2 separate regions of the Mus musculus genome follow, and region 2 is linked to region 1. The links are chromatin contacts, called in public HiChIP or PLAC-seq maps. All regions are on one chromosome and are shown on one strand. The core of a region is the stretch at or near the end of the contact, and the rest is flanking DNA. Distances in the headings are between cores, read along the strand shown. Region 1 overlaps Ptprn2 (protein tyrosine phosphatase, receptor type, N polypeptide 2). Region 2 overlaps Ptprn2 (protein tyrosine phosphatase, receptor type, N polypeptide 2).

Evidence for each region. HiChIP or PLAC-seq counts read pairs in DNA pulled down with a chosen protein or histone mark.
Region 2: an H3K4me3 HiChIP or PLAC-seq map of embryonic midbrain shows a contact between it and region 1, with 6 times the contacts expected there. The contact joins two enhancer-like sites. A contact is called at or near these places in 7 of 484 Hi-C or Micro-C datasets (cerebral cortex, cortical neurons, embryonic stem cells and 2 more), 13 of 115 datasets of contacts at active chromatin or transcription factors (astrocytes, craniofacial prominence, embryonic basal ganglia and 8 more) and 1 of 9 other capture datasets (embryonic stem cells).

The regions. Positions count from the first base shown.
Region 1 is chr12:116,637,621-116,644,347 of GRCm38.p6, reverse strand. All of the region lies in intron 2 of Ptprn2 (protein tyrosine phosphatase, receptor type, N polypeptide 2), which reads right to left. Among named protein-coding and RNA genes, the nearest start is that of Gm31336, 120 kb to the left of the region's middle. Within about 2 kb of position 2,462, at least 24 of the 459 cell types and tissues checked have an H3K27ac peak or open chromatin away from gene starts, as enhancers often do.
Region 2 is chr12:117,155,745-117,162,020 of GRCm38.p6, reverse strand. Ptprn2 (protein tyrosine phosphatase, receptor type, N polypeptide 2) reads right to left here. Exons shown (of 23, transcript NM_011215.2): 13 at 215-427. Among named protein-coding and RNA genes, the nearest start is that of Gm10421, 7.6 kb to the right of the region's middle. Within about 2 kb of position 1,365, at least 25 of the 459 cell types and tissues checked have an H3K27ac peak or open chromatin away from gene starts, as enhancers often do.

The DNA.
Region 1 (6,727 bases), core at 1,213-3,712:
TAGTGGCAAGTTGCCTATGCTGACTGGTGTGTTGACTGTTAGTGGATTTTCATACATTCAGTCAGGGGACACTCATTCTTTAAAAAAATACATAAAATAAAGAATTTCTTGCACCAGCCCAGTGCCTGCTGAGAGTCACCTTTAAATGGTTACACGCCTGAGAATACTCCGAATCTGAGTTGGGGCTATATAGCAGCCACCTCCATGGCACAGCTACTTCTCCAGCCTCTGAGGGATAGGACAGAGGTGTCAAGCAACCAAGTCTTCCAAGGCACCTGACCAACTTTAGCCAAAGCACTCACCAATCATGACCAGGCAGAGCATCAACAGCCTGACCATGTCACCAGCAATCAATAGCCTGACCATATCACCAGCAATCAATAGCCTGACCATATCACCAGCAATCAATAGCCTGACCATATCACCAGCAATCAATAGCCTGACCATATCACCAGCAATCAATAGCCTGACCATATCACCAGCAATCAATAGCCTGACCATGTCACCAGCAATCAATAGCCTGACCATGTCACCAGCAATCAATAGCCTGACCATATCACCAGCAATCAATAGCCTGACCATATCACCAGCAATCAATGGCTGCTGGGGCTGAAAGGCACATTGCTGGTTCCTTCAGACCCTAAAAGGCCATCAGGTGAGCCAGCAGCCAATTCTGTCTCCTCCTAGTCTGAGTTTTTACTGGGAAACAGGGACCTCAGATGCCAGCTGGTCTACCACCACATCTGGTAGAAGCATCACATTATCCTCCCCATGCTGCCTACTTCAGGTGAGAACTCTCTTCAGAGGTCAGGCTACCCCATGATTTCAAGGGCTGACTGTTCAGGTGATGGGGCTTGATCAGATTCACGATATGGTCCTGAGGACATCATGGAACCCTTTCAGGCTCCTCCCCTGTAAACTCAGCACAGCAGATATATCTTATCCATGGGGTCACACACTAAGGTCATGTGCATACTGACTTGGAGACAAGGACCTGGCTCCACGTGACTGTCACATTACCTTCCTTACCTCATAAGAGTAGACCTTCATTTTAACATGATTGAGGATCTATAGGAAAATCCACAGTGAAGATGCCAAGTATGAACCAAAGTTGTGTTCAGAATGTAAAGCAATCCTTTGTCTCCTTTGTAATGAGTTGGGGGCAAGAGGATACCAGAAGAAGAATCACACAAAGTGATTCTGTTTAGTTTCTAGAGTATGTTCAAACTTACTCTACGGTTAACTTGACATATACATCCAAACACAGGATAAGTAAACGAATTGCATATTTAAGCAAATAGAACACAGGGACCTAACACTGGATCTAATAAGAAGACTCATCCACCGAGTTGGGAAGTCACTCATACCCACCCTGGATCTGGATCTGTAGCTCACAGGTAGATGAGACTTGTCCCTGGACCTTTCCTGCTAGAGCCCAGTAGGGCTCATACCTCTCCCAGAAATCACACAGGTTGTCAAAAAGTGCCTGTATCACACCTTTCCCCCTGTTTTCCTAAAGAAGGCCCAGGGAAAGGGCCTCTGTGGTTTGAGATATATCCTCAGTTCAGATCCACAAGTCTCTGAACTTGAATCATCCGAAGCAAGAAGGCGCCACACAGCTGTGCCGCTCAGAACACCTGGACGTGGTAGTCTTAACTCAGCGCTTTCCACCCTGGGCTTCCTCCAAATACTCAGGCTAGGCCTTCCCAGGGGACACCTAAGTTGGGCCACACGGAGGTGATACAGCAAAGTCTGAGCAACTCAGAATACCAAGTTCAGGCAAACGGAGGAGAGTCAGACAGAGAAACTCAGAGAATCAGAGGGCAGCCTGAAGCAGAACACACAAGCAGCCACTTGGTACCAACTTCATCCACACCCTGGCATGCAGTGAGCTGACAGGACATGAGAAAGGATTGCCATCATGCCAAGCCACACAAAGCCACGCGCTTAAGGCAAAGGGGCCAGCAGCGGGGAGTGTTCACCTTTAGGCTGGAGTGCTGCACTGCCAGAGTAGTTAACAATCACTATCCACTCCTCTATAAGGAGAGAAAATAACCTTAAAATAGAATCTCTGTGCATCCCCCTGACCAAATTTCACTCCAGTAATTGCATCTGTGAGAAAGAGAATTGCAAAAGAAGTTAGCGCTCTCTGGGCTCAGCTGTAAGTAATACATCAGAATCGCCCGCTGAGAATTCCCATTAAGCAGAAGCTGCTAGCAGCACACAGAGTGCCAGCCTGAGGCAGCCCCCATTTTTATGGCCACAGAGCCCACACCCAGGCCCTAAATCCAGCCTAATTGTGTGCCTCGTGCTGCCCTCTTGCCAAGCCCATATCAATGTGGCCTGCTCTTTGGGCTCCCACTTAACAGCAGAGGTGTGTGAAAAGGGGAGGGGCCGCTCAGCACACTTCCATCCACCCCAAATCCATCACACTAATTGAATGGAGCAAGCTGTTGGAAGGGAAACGTTATTAGACTCCCACGTGAGAGGAGGGAGAAGGGAATCTCCACTAGGTTGGAAGCACAGGGTGGAATTAATGGGCCTGTTCCTGAGGCAACTCTATTTAACAGGGGTTGAGCAGCGCAGCTCAACACAACTCCTTCCCCTCTCTCTCCATGACCATGCACTGTACCTCAGCTTCTGGCTTCCAAGTTCATATCCTCCCTATTTCCCCACCCAACCACCAAGAAAAACATTGATGTCTGTGCAACCTGATCAGGGAAACAGGTGGGACCTCTGACTGGAAGAGACGCACGAGCACAGAGCAGGTTGCTCCAGGAAGCCCTTCCTCTAGCTGGCTTGCACAGGCGTGGGCAGGAGCAGGGACCACACCTGCTGGCCCCTGAGTTCCACCACAATGGCCTTCAACCCCAGCACATAAGAAGGTGACCTCGGACCTTGGAAGACAGGTGCTATCAATGTTTCTAAAGGCTCCCCGGGTCAATTTAGGAGTATGGGGCAGGTTTAGAACGAGGGCCTCTTCCGGAGATAGAAATTACACATCACAATCCAAACCTGTAAGGATTTCTGAGGACATTTCCCCAGCACCATGATTCAATATCCTACACATGAAGAGGGGAAACCCTCAGGGAAGGTATATTTGTTTTCCACCTTTGTTCCTTTTAGGTTCAGATGAAACTCTTGTTCCCCAAACTCCAAAGCTCAACCGGGACTACAGGAAGCTATCTGACTGTGAGATAAGAGCCAGCATTTCTTCGGAACTTCTGAAGCTGGTTCCCACCCACCTCTGGCAGAGGGACAAATGGCTACCTGTGGTGCCTATTAGCATATCAAACTCCTGCTGGCCTCCAGGCTCCCCCATGATCTCAAATACCTGTTACCCATTTCAAACTCTATTCTAACATCCTAGCCCTTCTCACCTCTCCTCTGCTAAACTTCCTCCAGCTCCGGGCATCCCTCCTGTTTCCGCCTCTCCCCACCCCATCTTTCTCCCCACTCCCCTCTCTTTCCTCTCCCCAGCCCTTGCGCTCTCTCTAACATTCTGCTCCCGCGTCTCTATGTATCCTCTATGCCCTGTGTTCTCAGCAGTCCAGTCTGCTGGCCAGGTCTGACCCACTTCATTTTCTTTCTGCTCCAGACTCTCCCTAGATGCCTTTTGCTCATATCTACAACAAAGACTTTCTCCTGAATAAAACCACGGAAGCATGTCTATACGTCTAGCTAACACATCCTGAACTCTGGAAGGAGCACAAATGGACCCCTGTCCAGGGAGCTCAGCCTCTCCTAACCAACCAAGATGCTGACATGTTTCTCCTGGCTTCTGCCACCTACCATATTTAACTCCAAGTTTTAGAGTCCACCTCTTCAACAGCTTCTTTTCTCCAGTTGTTTTCTCCTGGTACTTAGGGTAGGTGTCAACTCAGAGTTGCCTGCTCTGTAGGCTCCTGGAGCCTACTACTGCTACAGAAGTCATGGCATTGCATTAGGGAGTTTCTCTTGCGCTCCTGGGAACCCACCACTTGGACAGGGACACTTTTCATCTGTGAGTTGGGACACTTCTCTCAGAGCAGTCTCTGGGTCACTTAGGGATGCCTCCCGCTGAAATTCTTTACTGGGACACTCTCTCTGCTCCATCCTCGCTCTCCCTCCCCACATGTTCCCAGCTTGCTCCTGGAGTTCCTTCTGTCATGTTTTCCTGCTTGCTCTATTGCTCCAGTCTCTAACAATGGACTCTTCCCATCAGTATACTCAGCTGCTCTCTCCTTACACTCAGAGATCCCATTAAACCTCACTGTCTTGCTGCAAATGGTTTGGCCTGGGTGCAGCACAATGAGCAATGATGGCGCACAAGATGTTCATATTTTTACAGACTGGAACTACTTCTATCACAGTCCAAATGATTCCAAAATCTCTTATCTCTAAATGTTACTCTCCAGTCTCAAAAGATCACGAATCTCTAATAATAAAAATCTCTAATCTTTGTCCCCCTGCTTTTCTTATCTCTGGTCCTTCTGTACTTTGCTGTCTCTAGTGTTCCCATCTGATCACTGGATTGAATCTCACAGAGCTTCAAGTATCTTAGGGATGGAAAATATTTGGAGAATGTTTTAGCCAAGTGTTGGTGGTGCTGTGCATCTATCAGGGTCCCCAATGACTACCAGGAGTCTAAATCCAAATGCAAAAGCAAAGAGCCTTTATTCAAACTTAAGGTCAGACCCTCACTCTCCTCAGATCCATGCTGAAAGCCCGGAACTTCAATTAGGCAGGGTTTTTATACTAGTTAGAGCAGGGAACAGGTCTCCAGAAGTGGCCTTATTTGACAAGGGGTATCTTGGCCCTTGGAGATAGATCCCTGATGACTTCAGCTAGCTTGAGCAGTTTATCTATAACCTCTGGAATTTTAGGCATTTTCCTTCTATTTCCTTTTAGGCTCTGGCCCAGGGCAGTTCTTTCCTGAAATTGCTTGTAGTATTTCTATGAACCAGAGTTCAAACCAGGGACATGCAGGCTCAAAATGGAGTCAGTCAGTCAGCTTTCAAATTAGAGTTTCTCCAGTCACTTGTGCTCCTCAGTGGTGCATGCCTATAATTCCAGCACTTGGGAGGCAGAGGCAGGTGAATCTCTGTGAATTCAAATCTCTCTGAGTTCAAATTCAGCCTGGTCTACAGAGTGATTTCAAATTCAAGCTGGTCTACCAAGTAGTTTCAAGTCCAACATGGTCTACAAAGTTAGTTCCAGGACACCCAGGGTTACATAGAGAAACCCTGATTCAGAGAGAGGGAGAAGAGAGGAGGGGAGAGGAAGAGGAAGAGGGAGAGGGAGAGGGAGAGGGAGAGGGAGAGGGAGAGGGAGAGGGAGAGGGAGAGGGAGAGGGAGAGGGAGAGGGAGAGAAGAGAAGAGAAGAGAAGGAAGAATAGAGGAGGAGGGAAGAGGAGGGAAGGGGATAGAAGAGGGGAGGGGAGGAGGGGAGAGGGGGGGGAGGAGGGAAGGGAGGGGAGGGGAGGGGAGAGGAGGGGAGGGGAAGGGAAGAGAAAGGTTTTATGCTATAAAAAAATCTGGCTCTGGAGTTGACTTATGGCCCTCTCTCTCTCTAGACCCAAGCATGCTTGTTTATAAGTTTTCTCCAAAGCCTCTGTCCTGGGTCAAGCTCTGTGACAGGGATAAGGGGAGCAAAACACAACAGCAGAATAAGACACCATGTGCTTTAAAACACTAAAAAGTAAACTATTCCCAAAAGAGATTGTCTCACACTTCTCTTCTGGGTTTTACTTAACTCTCCAAACACTTCCCTCTCTTAAACTCTTGCTAAGCATAAACTTTGCCTCAAGATTTGTAAGACCATGTGTAAACTTTCTGTATTGAGATTTGTAAGTTCACTGGGTGAGGATTAAAAATATTTATAAAATCTGCAACTGAAAATTGGCTTAAAATTTGTAACAAAATGTTGATTAGTCTAAAAATCTATACATAGGTAATCTTAATTAGCTACAGCAAGATTGTATGTAAGTTAGATTCAACTCTTGTTTAAAAAAATCTATCATTACAGCATGCTGTGTACATAACTTGGATTCAGTTATATTTTTATGGAAAATAGAACTTACTAACAATAAACATTTGATTACAGTTTTCCAATTGCTAAGGCTGTAAAGGTCTATCAGGCTAACAGAAACTGACCTAAAGATGTATATCTATCCACTTGTGTCTTTGCTAACGGTTTTCTATATAAGGCTTCTAGAAAATTTTAGATAATGAACAACATATGTTCATTTAACCTATGTTTCATAAATAAGGTTTATAAATTCCTAAGGTTATAAAGGTTTATTCAGGCTAACAGAAACTGACTTAGAGATAGATGTCTAACTACTTTTTTGGTAACTGTGTTTAACACCAAGTTCCCAAAAACTTTAGATACGGAACAATATATGTTTGATGAATGAGGTATGTTTGATAGGATTACAAATCCCTAAGGTCTATTCACTGACTGAACATGTATATTGTCTTAGGATTACTACTGCTGTGATGAAACACCAAAGAAACTTAGGGAAGAAAGGGTTTATTTGGATTGCACTTCCACAGCACTGTTCATCCCTGAAGAAAATAAAAACAGGAACTCAATCAGGGAAAGAATTTGAACGCATAAACGGATGCAGAAGCAATGGAGACATGTGCTGACTGGCTTGCTTCCCAGGGCTTGCTCAGCCTGCTTATTTTATAGACCTCAAGACTACCATTTCAGGGATGGCCCCACCCACAATGGGCTGGGCTC
Region 2 (6,276 bases), core at 116-2,615, 520 kb before region 1:
CGGTGTAAGATTAATACAGAGCCATAAAATTGTGGTTGCAAGGTATTTACATGAATGCTAATGAGAAGTTTCAAATTGTCATCATAAAAGAGCCTGTACTGTGACTTCATGAGGGAGTATAGAGGGTGAGAGAGGGGACAGACTGCCCTCCTCCTTCACTCTCAAATCAAGTTTGGCAAATCCAAGGAGAAAACTTTGAAAAGTTTATTTTTACCTGGTAGGCTTCAGTGGCATCTGCACTGGGGTCAGCGCCTAGTCCAGACAACTTGTCCTTCAGCTTGTAGTGTGAGTTGTGGCGGAGGCAGTAGGCAAGGCTGGAAGCCAGGAGAACCCCCAGGATGCAGGCAATGGAGAGGAAGGTGAGCAAAATGAACTTGGTAGAGTCCTCTTGCTCTTCCTGATGCGGCAGGAGTTTGAGCTTTCCCTTCTGCAGGAGGAGGAGAAGAGGGAGGAGAACAGGTTACTACTCAGGGGACCTTGACTCCAGCAGCACACCCCCTCCAGACTTAGTGCAGCCTCAACATGAGGGGGCTGTGCAGGGACACACGTGCAAAGAAGTTCCAACACCATACCTCCAGACCGAATTTCTATTAAGCAGAAGTCAAGAGTAACCCCAATAGTGGCTGTTCTTCAAACTTAATAATGTAAAGTATTTGGTACCCAACTTGCTGCTTTAAGTAAAACGAAGTGTACATCATTCCTAATCAGATACAGATTTTGTCCAGAGCATGTAATCCAGCACATGCTTGGCAGGAGGTGGGTAAAATATTAACAGAACTAAATAGTCCCCAGTATCAGTAGAATGCACTGGCCAGAGTCATCATAGCTCTGGGACATGGCTTCTTCTCTAGAAGACATTCTGTGGGTTAATGCAACCAGCTCTAGTCACTCTCTATAAGCACAGACTCCAACTACTGGTACCTGAGTATTGTTCCTTCAAAGGGGACAAGGTCTTTGGAAATAGATGATTGGGAAGTTCACTTTGCATCTTGGGGGAATAGGTGAGAAAATCCTCTCTGTCACTCAAATCCAGGGCAGATAGCCAGACAGCGCCCCCCTCATTAGCTTTATTAGGAGGTGTATTAGCAACAATTAAACACGCCACAGGAAAATGGAAGGGCCGCAGGCAAATCGCCCACGACTCCCGGCCAGCAACCCCCACAATTACTCGGGAAATGAATGGAAGAGCACGCCCCTGCCTCCGTCCTGGTTGCTACAAGAGGAGAACAATTAGCAAACTCCTTTCCGCCACCTAATTTCGCGTGGTAACAAAATGGATTTTTCCCCATGAATGCCTGGCCGGCCTATTCATTATCTCTCTTCTATTAGTAATTTTCTGCTCCGCTTTCAGCCTCCCAACTCTTCGTTTCCTCCAGTCTCTGAGTGTACACAGTGTCTCTTATGTCAGGCCGGGCCCATTTTTATCTTGTAATCATAAAGGCCACCAAAGCAATTATCGCTAGTCTTGACTGGAAAAGCTGGTCATTAATTAGCCTGCTTTTGCCTTCGGTGCGCGGATTAGCGGGCGCTGGGACCGAGTTAATGGAAACGCGGGTTAAATGAGAAAAGACGCCGGGATTTCCTGCCTGGATGCGCGGCTTGGTTCTGCTTGGCTCTGGACCCAGGAGGTTCCTGGACTTCAGTAATGGATGGAAGAGAGGAAGGGAGGGGGCTCCAAGGCCTGGCAGAGGGGACCTTTGGGAGGGGAGCAGGAGACCCGGAGCAGGAACGTGGACACCTCTCCCAGGACTGAGTGGGCGACACCCTTGGCTGCTGCGAGCCAGCAGCATAGAAGATCCTGCACAGGGGAAAGCTGTGGAACCCTTCCCTTCCTCCTCTTGGCTTCCTCCCGGGTCCCCTCCTCTTTTCACTCCCGCCCACCCCACAGGAGAGCTTCTAGAAAGAAGTCATTCCAGAGTCTCCCGCCCCTCCCCCCAAGTCAGCGAAGTCCCCATCTCAGTTTCTAAGCTACACTTCTTTGCCCCAGCACGGGCAGGAGCATAAACCACACAAATAACCCTTTCGGCCAGGGTCTCGGTGGCCCAAATGGCTGTCCTCACATGACTGGATGTAGTTCGCACAAGAACAAACCCTTTTCCTTAAGTTCCTGGCCAGTGGACCTCCGCACCATTCGCAAAACGGAGCTGTTCACTCCCCAGGGTTCAGTGTGGTCCCAGGTATGCCAGGGCGGGAGCTGGTCACACTCTGCCGGATCCATGGCTGCTTTCCCACCGCCCTTGCCTGTCTAGCCTCTTCTCAGCAGACCACAACAAAGGCAGTGGTGGGATGGCAATGGCAAGGACACCTTACCCATCTCCTGAGCTGAGGGTCCCTGAACCAAGGCCCAGCGTAGGCTTTGGGCGGACCTGCACGCCACGTGGCGCTGGAAAAGGACCTCCTTAACCTGGCTTCAGGCACGAAATTCCTCGGCTTCAGGTTCTCAGATAACTCTAAGTTACCAGCCATGCTGGGCCATGGTATATGACAGCCCATCAGTACACTCTGCACTGTACCCGCGCTTCCACAGGGCTGGGAGCACCAAGCGATCAATGGTCCGTAGTATGAACTCCGCCTGACTGACAGCACTGCCAGGTGACAGACACTGGGCACTCTGGAGCCACAGGAAGAGGCAGGTGATGTTCCTACAAGTGAACGGCGTGGCAACCTGCGGGGCTGGCTGCAGGGCAACCAGTGAAAAGCCCAGGTGCCCCAGCTTCTTTCTCGGTTTTATTTTAAACCAGTTGGTTGCTGGGATTTTTCTCAGAGGCTGAACCAAATTGTCCGGGCAAGAGCAGAGACTTCCTTCTCAATGGGCTCCTGTGGGATAACTGAAGAGGGCAGGGCCAGATTACTCTAGGCTCCACCCATCTCTGTGCCCCTGAGTAGTCCAGAGGAGTGGCTGGTGACCAGGATTAGTGTCAGCTGTACTCCTGCCCCAGAACCCCACCAGATAGGAGGCTCACACCACTGGCCTATGGGGTAGGAGTCGGGGAGGCACCCAGATCTGAAACTATGGGCTTCAGGGCCTGCCTTGGTGTAGGGCACCCTGGAAGGTTGGCAGAGTGGAGGTTGAAAGGAGTGATGTCTGACAGAAGAGGGTAAGGTAGATGCTGGATCAAGGGACCCCCACTTCGAGTCAATATATATCTAATATTAAGGTCTGAATTTCAACTGACTGATGGCTTCTCAAACCTGAAAATTTATCTCTTAGGGGCTCTCTGCCTGACAGTAGCACCAAAATGCCCTGACCTGAGGGTTGAAATGGGTGGGGTGGGGTGAAGGGAGAGAACCTGCTAGCAGTGGATGAGGTTGTAAGAATCCTGGGATGGGGGAAATAAAATTTCTAGAAATTCTTGTTTTAATGTCAGTTGAACATCCTACGTATAGCGACTGAGTTAACAACCTTGCATTTTCTTTCTTTTTGTGGAGCTAAAAAAGTGCATTTAAAAAAAAATGCTTGTTAGCCAGAAGCTGCAGTGGGAGAAGTGTGTCTGCTGGAAGCTTGAAGTGAGTTTGCACCTGGGCTGACCCAGGTGCAGCTGGAGCCACAGTCCCTCTCAGTATGGTGACTTCCCAAGGATGAGCAGTTTGGTGCGGACCACAAGGCGGCTTTCCGGGGGGGGGGGGGGGGGACGTCCCGGAAGACAGCCCAGACTAGTCATAGACATCTTATCAGTTTTGACTTGAAATTGAAAGAATAATGATGTTTAAATATTTATAACTTTGACATTTACAGTCAGATGTCTTTTAAAAGCAGAGCACCTTCTGCACAGTGGAAGCTCTTTCTGAAAGTTTGGAGCAGTGCTGGCTGAGGAGGGCGGTGGAGAGGACTCTCAGAAGGAGGTTGTTAGAGGTGCTGGGGTGGGGGAGGGGGGCTGTGCATCCAGGAAGTGGGAGGCACACTCATCAGCCCCACACTATCAAGTCCTGAGCAGACTTAAAAAATAATAGGAGTAGGGCAGACTTTAAAAATAATCAGGGATAAGCAGGTCCAGGTCGCACCAGCTCAGAGGCAGCTCAGGTGAACTGTAACCTTGAGCACGTCTTGCTATCATCTCTACCTGCAGCTCCTCAATTTTAGAATATGTGGTATTGCCCGTGAGGCAAGGTCAGGGTGGGAGTAGGGAAGTCGATCTGTGGAGCTGCTCTTAGACCACGTCCCTGTGGAGTTCAGCATCCCCACCTCTGCCTGTGAGGCACGTGGGGCTTCCGGTGACATCCTTGACAGACACCCTTATAACTTCCTAAAATGTTGTGATAAGCTGAGAGGTGTGGGATGCTATGTCTAGAGTCAATTGTGAGAACTAAGCCACACCAATATGATGAAAATTTGCAGGCATGCTACCAGGATAAAATGTAACATAACCAATTCATAAGAGTCAGATATCTAAGTCTCTGACTTGCAGTCTAAAATCTGGGTGCACAAAAAAGTATGAGCATAAGCATTTAGCTTCATGGATACTAAATTTCTCTTGTTGACATACTCATTGTTCTATTTCTACGGAATTTGATTTGCAACCTAGCTTCACCCTATTTTAGCAACCCACCACACACACTTTGGTTTGTAAAAGGTTAAGACAAGATGAGGGACATGTCCCCTCCCTTTCTTTTGGGGACCCATGTTATTATGACTGCAAAACCTTTCCCCCTGTGAAACAGAAATGAGTCTCATAGACTATGAGTTACTGTGACAAGTTCGTCTTTGATCTGCTAGATGAGCCAGTATCTTAGAGAATCATTTGGAAATTTCTTTTTAATTTTACTAAGATTAAATTTGTTAAAATATGGTTACCACCACTTTAAAACTGATCACAGTTTTTAGCAAAATATTTTTCAAGCCTGGACAAGTGACCAAACTTAAAAATGGGGAGGGGGAGAGGAGTGTCTTGAAATATTTTAAGAGTATTTTTTAAAGCTGTTAACTGAACTATTTTTAATTTGGAATTTGCCACAGAATTCTAATAAATGAGAGAAGTCAGGCGGAAATAATCATGTATTAATTCTCTGCATTACAAAATCTTTTCAGAAGCTATTATCAGAGCAAGAGGCATTGCGGTCTGAATTCAGGGTGGGAGAAGGCCTTTGTGCGGCTGAAAGCTATTGTTCCCCTCTACAGATGAAATTGTACTTGCAAATCTGCCATTCAAATAGCCACAAAAAAAAGCTTATATGAGCAGAAGAATCTCCCAAGAAATAATTATTTTTAAGCATAAACTTTAATGAAAACAAGTTATGTGCTGTTTTTAAAAATAGGCTGTTTGTTGAAAAATCTCAGGCATATACATAAGTGAATATACAAAAGATAATAACTTATTTGCTATCTTGAAACACTCCTAAAATAGTTGTTCTAGAAAAAAGCGCTCTGTTTTAAGATGAGGGAAGATTCATGATTTTGATGTTGAAAAGGAGGAGAGAGTTCTTTGAACTCATTTTTAATGTTGCTTGTTAACCACAACAGGGTGGAAGAACCAGCTAAGCTAGCAGAGAAGAGGCCAAATGGATCTATCCAAAGAGGGAACCTGCCCCCTTGCATTTTTCCGATCCACTGGCTGCGTTTTCTTTACATCAGAACTCAAAACTGGGCAGCGGGTACCCTCAGAACACTTCGCAGGCCAATATTTTGGCTTGTTTAGTGCCTGAGGCCTGGAGTGTTCAGGAGTTTTCTAGGGTGATGTCCTGGTATTGGAGAGGGATATTTGGCCGTACTGTCCCAGTCCAGTCCTGAACTAGCCCCAACCCCAAGAATCAACTACCTTCAAGACTGAAATATCTTATTTTAGCTTAACTCGCTCTCATGCCCGTAAAGGCCTTGGCTTTGCCCAGCTTTGCCCAGCTGGTCAATACCGGGTTGTGGAAGGAGTCAAGCGCGGGACTAAGAAGCTGGATGGCGGCAGTCACAAGTCCCCTCCCCCACACGGGGAGGCTGACCCTCACAGGCCTCTGCTTTCTCACCCCGGTTTCCCTGTCCCTTCCCCCTCACTAATTCCCAAGATCTCTGTAGAGGTCGTGGAGATCAGACCATGGCGCAGGACACAAAAGGTCGTGGGTTCCCGGGAGCCTCCAGTATTCACAGCCCCAGAGGGTCCTAGCTGGGACAATGCCACAGCCCAGCCTCCCTGGCCACAAAGCGCGCTCGCAGGAGCCGTAAATGTCCCCAACAAGGCCCGTACCCACCCCAAAATACCAAAAGCACCGCAGCGCTACCGTGGCCGACTAGCACTCCCCAGCTGGGCCACTGTGCACTTTAGGAGTGGAGCATCTAGGCTGGGGGCTGGT